Linked DNA regions of Sus scrofa: region 2 is linked to region 1. The links are chromatin contacts, called in public Hi-C maps. All regions are on one chromosome and are shown on one strand. Each heading gives the region's core, a stretch centred on a gene start, on an enhancer-like site or on the middle of the called end of the contact. The rest is flanking DNA. Distances are from core to core; before and after follow the strand shown. Region 1 holds the start of SSBP3 (single-stranded DNA-binding protein 3). Region 2 overlaps SSBP3 (single-stranded DNA-binding protein 3).

Region 1 (4,910 bases), core at 474-2,973:
CTTTTAGGCACCGACCTCCTCTGCCCTCTTCCCCCTTTGCCAGGCCAGGCCTGAGAACCCAGGGGTGCCCTGCTCTGGGTGACGCTGAGGGCTAAGGCATGGGAAGGGGGGGGTCTGCTCCAGACCGCACGTCTTTGTTCACTTAGACCTGGGCCTCGGAACAAAACAAACACACACACAACTATCACACAAACTTACCACCACCACGAGTGCAAAAACCCAGGCGGTTCTCCCAACGTGATGTTTTTTTCCCATCGAATCTGGAAGGGAGAGAGCAGAGACAGCTTAGAGGAGCAGAGAGAAGGGGTGGGCTGGGGGCTTCCCGGAGCCAAAAGGCTGTGAGGACCAACTAACAATAAATGCCAAAAGGTGATAAAAATTCAAAATGGTGGCCACAGTGGCTGCTCCAGAAAACAAAGGCTTTAAGAATAGTGGGGACGAGGGGGTGTCAAGAAATTGGATGAGGGGGGAAGTTCCACTCACCTCCGATAAGAAGGTCTGTGCAGATTTCTGTGCTCCTACATGCAGTAAATATTCGTAGACGTATAAAGCTAACCTGGAAAGTGGGCAGGGGGCACAGAGAGAGAGAGAGAGAGGGAGAGGGAGGGAAGGCGTCAGATCACACCGGGTGCTCGCTCCTGGACCTTGCCGGCCGGCTCCCAGCCCTGTCTACGCTGGCCCATTGTGGCCCCAACCAGAGGTGAGCAGCTACCTCGACCCTGCCCGGAGCCACGGGTGCGAACAGCTAGGGGATGGGGACCAGGAGAGGCGTTACTTCAAAACGCAGAGGCTGAAGAGCAGCCCCCGAACTTGAACTTCCAAGCAGCGTCGCAGCCAAACCCACCGAGATCTCTCAAACTCGCAAGCCATCCGACCCCCAGAGCCTCGCTTCTTTTCCCTACCCACTCCTTGCCACCCTGTCTCCAGGTGTGAGAGTCGGGGAGACTCCGTCCGGGACTCTGGGGTGCTCCGCGCGCTCCGGAGAGGACAGCAAAGCGCCACCCTCACCACCTCCCCCCAAAACAACTGTCCCCCAAGCTTGGAGCCAAGCCGGCGCCGCCGTCCCTACCCAGCCCGGCGCCCCGGAGGGCCCGGGGCCGGCGGCGAGGCCGAGGGCAGGGAAGGGAGAGCTCTCCCGGCCGAACAAAGCCCCCGGCACGCACTCCTCACGCCGCGGGCGGACAAAAGGAGCCTTCGGGGCTGCAGAAGCCACGCGCCCTCTGCCCGCGCCCGGTGGGCAAAGTGCGGCCACCGCGGCGAGCGCCCCGGCTTGGGTGGGCGCCCAGGCTCGCTCACGGGACCTCGCCCACCCCTCACCGCAGGCCCTCGTGCCCGGCACGCCCCGCGGCCCCCAAGTACCCCATCCTCCGGCGGCGCCCCCCGATGCCCCAACCTCCGCCGGCTCCCAACAATGGGCTCTCCCACGCCGCCCGCCGCGGCCTCGGGAAGGGGCCAGGCAGGCGGTGCCGGGGCCCGGGGCCCGGGACGCAGCAGCCCCCGCCCGCCCACCTGCCTCCCACCACCCGCCCGCAGCCCGGCGGCAGCGCGGCCGCCACTTGGAAAATAGGGCTTACTTTTCCCGAGCCTGCCCGTCCGAGGGCACCGCCGAGCCTTTGCCTTTGGCAAACATGTTTTGCAGAGAAGAGGGCGCCGAGCCTCGCCGCCGCCGCCGCCGCCGCCGCCGCCGCTACCGCTCCGGCTGCTCCCGAGCTGCCCCCTCGCTCCCGGCCCCCTCCCCGGCGCTCGCTCGCTCACTCGCTCGCGCTTTCCTAGCCGCGATCCCCTCCCTCCCCCCCAGGCGCTGGCTCCGCGCTCTTTCCAGCTGTCAAAGCGTCAGCCCCGGCCGCGGCCCCATTGCCCTGGAACTCCTCCCGCGCCGGCTCGGCCTGGGGTGCCGGTGCCGCCGCCGCCGCCGCCGCCGCTCGCCCGTCGGCCCGGCTGCCCGCTGGCTCGCTCGCGCGCCGCCCGCCCGGCTCCGCCTGCGCCGCCCTCTGCGCCTCCAGCACCGCTGCCGCCGCCGCCGCTGCCGCTGGTCTACTTGGAGCTCAACCGAACGTGGCTACCCGGGCGAGGGAGCTAGGCGGGCGTCAACGTCCCGCGATTGATGGGCGCCTAGACCAATTGGCACGAGGGGGCGGGCCCGGGGCGGCCCGGGAGGGACGCCCTGTCAGCGCCCGACCGCGGCAGTCCCCGCTGCGGCCGCCTCCGAGGAGCCGCTGTTCCTGCTCCTGCGAGCGAATCGGGGGTGTTCGGGGGCGCGAGCCTCTCTTTGCTGTAGATGTGGGGAGGGGACACGAATCGGGACGGGGGAGGTCTAGTTTCCCAGCCCCTGCGAGGAGGGGTCCCGACCCGCGCTCTCCAAGGCTGGGACCACTGGGGGGCGAGGGGGGGCGCTGCGGCAGAGTCGGAGGGGAGGGGGCGCGGACCCCTGAGCGGAGCGCCGCCGGCTCCCTCCCGCCACGTCCCTCTCCCTTATCTGCCCCTCACCTCCCCCCGCCGCAGCTTGCGCTGGCCCAGCCCTTATCTCCCCCTCCCCCTCGCCGGTCCCCCACCCACCCCCACCCCCGGCTCCGACCCCGACCCCCTCCCCAGACTCCTACCCTCCCCCCTCGGCTGCCCCGCCCCCTGTCCTCTCCCTCGCCCAGTCTGGCTTCGGAGCGCCGGGCCCGGGGCTCCACGCTGCGAACTGGGCGGCTCGAGCCGGCGCCGAGGCGCGCGGCTGCTCCTTTACTAGATCATTAAAATACTTTGGAAAACCCCAAAGTGGAGTCGCGCGAAAATGGCCCTTGGCCTGCTTTAGGGAGCCCGGGAGGGAGGTACTGAGGACTTGGGCTAAGAGAGGGCAGAGTGATCGCTCCCAAATTTCGGAGGTCTGCCCGCCCTAGTAAGTTAGACCCCTTCGGCTTCTCCACGGGAGACGGTGCTATCCCGGGGTAGGAGGGCATCACCTGGGCGCCCAGCGATGCGAGATGCGCGCCGCAGAAATCTGCAAACTTCAAATAAATGGAGCTAAATTGGGGAGTGGGAGACGAGAGTCAGGAGTGGGGGGAGGGGAAGCTTCCATTGTCAGTGACCCAGGTGTACAATGGGAAATTGAGGGGGGGAGGCTGGCAGAGTGACCCAGCTATTTGCTGCTGACTCCTTTCTGCCCACGCCAAGAACCCGAGGACACACTGAGTGTCCCTCACCAGAGACTCTCGAGACCAGAAACCAACGAAACAGGGGAAGACTCCCCCATTTTCAGACTGTTTTTAGAGCGCGGTTCTCTTTAAATGCGATAAAACACTGTCGGCACTGTCTCTTTAAAAGAGTCAAGCAGAAAAAGCTGTGTAAGCGCTGATTGGCTGCCTGTTTGGATACATCTTTAGGGGAGCCTTGAAACTGTTAGCCTAGGTTGATTTTTTTTTTTTTTAACTGCGCTGTTCCAATAAACAAGTAACGCCCCTCCCCCTAACATGCCTCGCACCAAACAATTAAAGGATAGGTCAGTGTCCTGGGGAAAACACGTTTCAAGTAGAAGAACTCAGAACAAAATAAAGAATCTTTCACTACCATTAAAGTTTGCTTATTTTAATCTGTCGAGGAGAGAAAAGAGGTCTTGAAAAAGAAATGCCCCGCAGCAAACGGATCTGCATTGGTTCAGGAAGGAGACTGGGTGCATTTTTGGAATAATGTTCTACTCAGTGTAACAGCCTCCCTAAATTAGAATACAGCCAAGCCCTACTGACGCCTCTGGACGCACTCTATTCTCTGCCATGACCTAGGCAGGGAAAGGGGGCAGAAAAAGGGAAACACTGAACCCCAGTCTCTGGTTGTCTGGGTGTTAGCTCCTAGTTTAAAGGTTGTTTTGTGAATGAGAGAAGCATGGAGGTTGAGAGGCAGTTGAAACACAAGCATAGGGGAGAGAAGGAAATAATTACAGTTATTTTTTCCCCCAGGCCATTTAATTTAATAGGGCTAACTTAAGGTACCTTAGAGCCCACACTAATTAAATTGGCCTGCTCATACCCTTCCCCTGGACTTCTATTTTTGAAGGACTAGGAATGGCCAGGGTTGGCTTGTCAACATACTGACTCACAGAGAAGCCTGACTCATCTTGGGTCTGCAAGGCCCACAAATTATGAGTATCATGAGTATGGGTTAGGTCCTGGCTAAAGGAAAACACAGCCCTTCTCTGGCCCTGCTACGTCAGAGTCTCTACCGAGTGGACCATGCTCCGTCAGCTGCAGGGGTGCAGCGTAGGCATATCTTTTGGGGCATCATTTTCCTCACCTGTCAAATGGGCAGGGGGATCTTTAATATCTCTTGAGATTCTGATGTTCTATCTTTTTCTTTCCTCACTGCCCCACCCACCCACCACCCACCCCCCAAAAAGGACAAACACCTCCTTCCAGAGCAAGTGTGGTATGCATTCAGGGCACCTGTGCCAAGTAGAGTGTCCCTGTAGTCTGCCCTTCTCTGGGGCTTGACACAGAATGTTGGTAGGTTCGTAGTGGAGCTAAAAGAGACAGTGGGAGGACCCAGACAGAGCGAAGAGGGTGCCCAGCCTGCTGGAGAGAGGGGAGCTGATGGGTTCCTGGGAAGCAAGACCACTCAGCAGCCTCAACCAGGTGTGCAGGTGCTGGCACCATGGTCTGAAATGCAGTCAGATGGACTTCCCTGGTGGGCTAGCAGTTAAGGATCCGGCATTGTCACTCGGGTGGCGAGGGTTCAATCCCTGGTCTGGGAACTTCCACATGCCCATGCCGCAGGCATGGCCAAATAAATAAACAGATAAATAAAACACCATCGGATCAGAAGGAAAGACCCTACCTCAGAATAGCAGCATCTCTGTGGAGGGCCTAACTTGACAGGCAGGCAGACCTCAGAAAGTTGGCAGCAATCGCTCTCTCTTCGCTTAGCCCAAGTCC
Region 2 (5,205 bases), core at 2,234-4,733, 130 kb before region 1:
TGATCCCCTCCCAACATGTCTGGGGCGGGGGGAGGTGGGGGGGCGCGGGGTGGATATAGGCAGACATCTGAGCTGCACAGAACATCAGGCTAGAATGAGCTGGGAGTCCCACTAGAAGCTTGGAGGGAACCACATCCGCCCGGCAGTCACCTGCTTGTCGGTGGCCCAGACAGATCAATACGTCTTCCAACGTCCTTGGAGGCCCCCGACACAGGTGTGACTTGTCCAAGGCCACAGAGATGAAGCTGGTGGCTCAGCCTCCTCTCCTAACGCCAGCCCGGGACCCTCTTCATGGTATCACGTCCCCATCCATTGCAGACAAAGAAACAGAGTTTGGAAAAGAACTGGGTTCAAATGCTGACTCTGCCACTGACTGCGCATCACTGAAATGGGAACGATTACAGCACACCATGCAGGTGGCCTTTACTGGCATTAGCTCAGGTCGTCCTCACCTCCTCAAGGGAAGGGCTATTAACTGCCCTATTTTATACCCGAGGATCTGGGGCTCAGCAAGCCGAAGCCTCTTGCCTAGGATCACAGAGCTATTACATGGTGGGTCTGGGCCTCCAGGTCTCAATCGACAGCCCTGGGGGTCCTAGACGTCCACTGGTCTACAAGCCCTCAGCGATGCTTCTAGAGGCTGAAGGCCTCACCTGCACACATATGCCGCCTGCTGACCTCCCGGGCACCTGGGGGGAAGGGAGGGGTCACAGAAGCATATCAGATTCGTCCTGGCCCTGGAAGCTCCCAGACTAGCTGGGACGAAGGAGGACACGGTGACAAACAGGCTGGCAGGTCAGCTGCAACTTCCACAGGCTCCAAGAGAAGCTGACAGGTAAACTGAGGGCCAGGGTGGCCACAGGACAGAAGCCCACAGGGAGCTGGGATGAGAACTGGGGTCCCCTGAGGGGTGAGAACTCTTTCCATCGCACTGCACTGCAGTGATAGCAAGGAGACCTGCATGGAGGGGACGCCCCACTTTGGGAAATCCCTGCCACCGACTCTGGGAAAAGGAAGCAGGAAAGGTGCCCGCTTCCTGTCTGCCCCAGACCCTGTTAACAGACTTGCCATTCCTTTCGGATGTTCCCCAGGTCTCTGACCGGAGATACCTACCCCCGCACTTCCTTGTTTTTCTTCCTGCCACTCAGCACTGGGTGATGCTACATCCAGCAGCCCCCGAGAGCCACTCAGGCTCTGCTCCGGGTGTGATGGAGGCAAACACCAGGCTGCCCACTAACACTCTGGATGCTGATGGTTTCAGGAAAGAACCTCCCTCTGCCCTCATCAGCATGGTGGGGAGCGGAGTGTTCCCACGGCACAGCGGACCTGAGGTCTCTGCAGAACAGCCTCTCAGAACCGTCAGCAGGACACGCCCATGGTCATTTCTGGTTAAGTCCCCTCGCTTTCCCTGAAGCCAGCCTTGGGGGACAAGCCTGCGTGTGATGGGGAAAGCGTCAATGCTAACACCACCCTGGCATCCACCCCAGCTCCCCCAGGACATGCTGAGAGTCCAGTTTCCTCGTAAGGAACAGGGGATCTTCCACGGGTCCTGCAGGGAGGGGGTACAGCGGATGGCGCTAGGCACAGGTCCCCCGTCTCCCATGGCCCCCACGCCTCATGCTCCACAGCCACTTCCTGCCCCTTTACGGGGAAAGCGGGGGCTAGACTAACTCGGCAGGCTCACCTGCCTCGGCCTGCTGAAAGCCCCCACCTCCTCCGCTGTGAAGCCTGAGCTGGTCTACACCCAGCCGGGTGCCCTCCCAGCACCTGCATCCTCTTTGGATATCCTGCCCTTTCTGTGGATGCTGTGTGGGCTCCTCCAGGGCAGTGACACAGTCCCAACGGGGACGTCCAGGGCAGGGCGGTGAGGCTCGGCCAGCAAGCGGACCCCACGGCCACGGTCAGCCAGTCCCTGGGTGGGTACCTCTAACAACACCTTTGGGTTAAAAAACTAGGACATGAGTAACAACCGGGTCGTCTGAGCTGAAGACTTTTGGGAGTTAGGGAAGGACAGTGTCGTAAATTGAAAAATCAGAGTTAAAAAAAAAAAATTCTTTTTTTTTTTTTTTTTAAGGAGAAAGGTAGTAAAAGCTATGTGCTAGGTTTAGTATTTACAGAACTCATGGCATCTTCATCAAATGCCACTCCACATTCTCTTCAACCTGCCTGGAAATCATGGACTCTCAGAGCAACAGAGCGGAGACAGCCCAGGCTTTCTGGGTGCAGAAGTGGGCCGGGGGCATTGAACGGCTGTGAAAGCCCAAGGTACCAGGGCTGGAGTCCGGCTGGCATGCCGGTGCCAGGGCTGCGCCTCCATAAGGGGGGCAAGGAGTCCAGGTGACACTCTGCTCCGGAACGGCTGAATGCCCGGTCGTTACCATCCAGGCCACATCTGCCTTGAGTCAGAAAGCCCTTGGGGAGAGCCGACTTGAAGTTTTAGGTTGCCAAGCGACAAAAGGCTCCACACATCCCCGCCTCCCCCCCAGCTCCTGGGGCCAGTGGCCACTGCTCTGGCAAGGCTGCTGGGGTGGGTTTCATGGACTGGCAGTGGGAGACGGACGACTGGCATTACTGGTGGCCTGTGTAATCCGCCTGTTGGGCGTGTCACCGTAATTGAGTGAATATAAAATTACATTAATTATACACATGGTAACAAGCATGCGACAGACAATCCAATTTGCTCCTTGGACACGAATGCTGATGGAAAATGCCGTAAGCCCATTCTGGGGAGAGGGCCAAGGTGTGTCCGCGTGCCACCGACATCCCCCATCCATCAAGCGGTCTGCCGCCACCCACAGCCTCCCTGCAGCAGGAGGCCGACCACCTGGCCAGGGGAGGGAGGGCTTTAACCTCCCCCTCCCCTTGACAGGCAGCTCCAAGCAGAAAAAGTTACGGCTTCACTTCGACCCATGGGAATGTACTTGGCAGCGGCTTGGACGGCTGCCTCCCTATCCTGCTTCTATCTGCCCCCTCTGGGGAAGCGGCGTCTTTCGGCATTGTGAACACGGGAGGTACAGGCCAGAGGTGGAGCTGCAATTACCAAGCTTGGGTAGAAGGGGCTGAGCTGGGCCACACCCGGCTGTGGAGCCACCGCCTCAGGCATGGCCCTGAAAGCTCAGAGTTGGGGGCCGCCCGCCGTCTAGGGGACGAATCCTCAGCCACCATGACCCTCCTTGGGCACCGCATGAGGCGAGTGGGTCTGGCAAGCGGTGGTGGCCCATCTTCCTGGGATGGTGAGGAAGTCGCCAGGAGAGGGAGCAGGACAGTATACAATGCATCCCCCTTGGGGTCACCTCTGTGTAACATCAAGAATCCTCACAGCCGCCGGGGGCCACTCTGTGCCAAGATCTGTGAAAAGACTCCACGATTTCTGTCTGAGCAAAGGCCCCAGCTGGCCACCCCCGCCTCTCTCCGAAGAGCAGGGACCGCACTGGGCAGGTGGCAAGAAGCCTGCGCACTTATGAATCTGGCGGGGCCGCCAGGACACCCGCAGGAGGCGCTCAGAGAATGTTTCACGCAAGAGGCCCCACGGGGACAGAGACACAGCATCAGCAGGCAAGCGTTTTCAAAACAAAGGGAGGAAACATGGCAAATGAAAGTACAGGCGGCGTCCAAGACCTAATGCAGGCTCCCCCCGCCTATCCCCCACGCTGCTCCCTGCCTCTGCCCCAGCCCCGCGCACAGACGGGGAGGCCGAGCTCCAGGGACCTGGGCTCACGGGTCCCAGGTCCAGGCTCGGCACCCAGCACCACACCTAGAGCGGAGGCTGGGGTCCGCTGCTGGCACGAGGACGCCCAGGGCATGGCCATCACGCTGAGCTCCCAGAAAGTCAGCCCACTAGGGCTTGGGGCCCAAAGTCACATGTTTTTGTAAATAAAGTTTTATCGGAACCCAGCCACACTCATTTAGGTACTGTCCGTGGCTGCTTTTAGGCTCTATCCACAGAGCTGAATAGTTGTGACACAGACCAGATGGCCCACAAAGCCTAAAATATTTATCATCCGGCCCTTTGCAGAAAAAGTCTGCTGACCCTGGAGCTTCATAATGGTTTTCAAGACTGAAGAGGGAAAAATACTGAGGTACGGAGGTCTTAACAAAACAATACCGTATCTTACCTTCTCATTTTAACCTCCCATCTCTTTCATAAGGTCAGTGAAGCAAAAATTAACCCCATTTTACAAAGGAGAAAACTGAAGTCCAGTGACACTAGAGTATTATTTAGAAGAGCCAGAATTTATCCCACTGAAGACTAGAGAAAGGGTTCCTGGACCTGGGGTCAGCAAACCTGAGTTCTGGTTCCCCCACGAACATGCCATGTGACCAATGCTCTGCTTTCTGGGCCACTGGTCTTGAACAAAATGACTTTTCATTATTGTAACACGATAACCAGCCCTCACGTCTGGCTGGTTGGTCCCAGACCCTCTCCTGGCTCACCATCCTCTCCAAGTTCATTCCCGCTGCAATGCTGGAAAATGCACTCTTCCCTCACTTGCCAGCACAAAACATTCTGGGGACTTGATTTCCAACCTGAGTTCCTGCAGGAAGTTGGTGTTGTCTGACCCTTTCCTATGCAGTGAATTCGGAGGCATTCTCTAGGGTCATCTCTGGAAAGGGCTACCGTGAATGGCTGTGGTTGGGACAGGAGAGGGGACGCTGTCTCCAGGCATTAAACCCGTGGGGCCTCCCTGCTGAAGCGTCGATGTTTGTCCCTGTGTCCACAGATCTGAGCACTTGTTTCAGGAACACAGGAAAAGCACTGATATGGAGAACTTACGTGGCAGGGCATCCAGCCAGCGGGTCCCAGCATCCTGGGGAGGGGGAGTGCGTGCTGAGTGCTGGAGACACAAACATAAGCAGTACTCTGACCCTCCCCGAAAGAGTCCCAGGCTGTGTGGAGAGACCAAGGCATCACCATCACCACAGCGGCATCAGCAGAGGCAGCGACCAGGTGCACTAGGAGCGAGGGGCTGCGATTACAGAACAATCACACTGAGCGGCAAGGTCGTGGAGGGAGGCACAGGTGTCCCCTGGCAGAGCAGAGACAGAAGGGGCTTCCGGGCTGAGATCGGCGTCGCTGTGGCAGCGGCAGGAGGGGGTGCGGTGCTGGAGGGTCTCCTGTACCAGATGGGGACTCTGGGGCTGAGACCTCCGGGCTGATGGGTGGGGTGATAAACCTTGGGAGCTCAGGCAAGGGAGGGGCCGTAA

The links. A called contact is a pair of places that touch in the nucleus more often than the background predicts.
Region 2: a Hi-C map of retroperitoneal adipose tissue shows a contact between it and region 1, with 1.6 times the contacts expected there. The contact joins the enhancer-like site here to the promoter of SSBP3 in region 1. A contact is called at or near these places in 5 of 47 Hi-C or Micro-C datasets (liver, omental adipose tissue, retroperitoneal adipose tissue and 2 more) and 2 of 2 datasets of contacts at active chromatin or transcription factors (alveolar macrophages and skeletal muscle).

What each region holds. Positions count from the first base shown.
Region 1 is chr6:157,908,412-157,913,321 of Sscrofa11.1, reverse strand. SSBP3 (single-stranded DNA-binding protein 3) reads right to left here and starts at 1,723. Exons shown (of 17, transcript XM_021096596.1): 1 at 1,575-1,723; 2 at 484-556; 3 at 199-260. The coding sequence starts at 1,630.
Region 2 is chr6:158,043,594-158,048,798 of Sscrofa11.1, reverse strand. All of the region lies in intron 5 of SSBP3 (single-stranded DNA-binding protein 3), which reads right to left. Among named protein-coding and RNA genes, the nearest start is that of MRPL37, 97 kb to the left of the region's middle. Within about 2 kb of position 3,483, at least 5 of the 83 cell types and tissues checked have an H3K27ac peak or open chromatin away from gene starts, as enhancers often do. A contact at or near this core is called in retroperitoneal adipose tissue and subcutaneous adipose tissue, where this site is marked.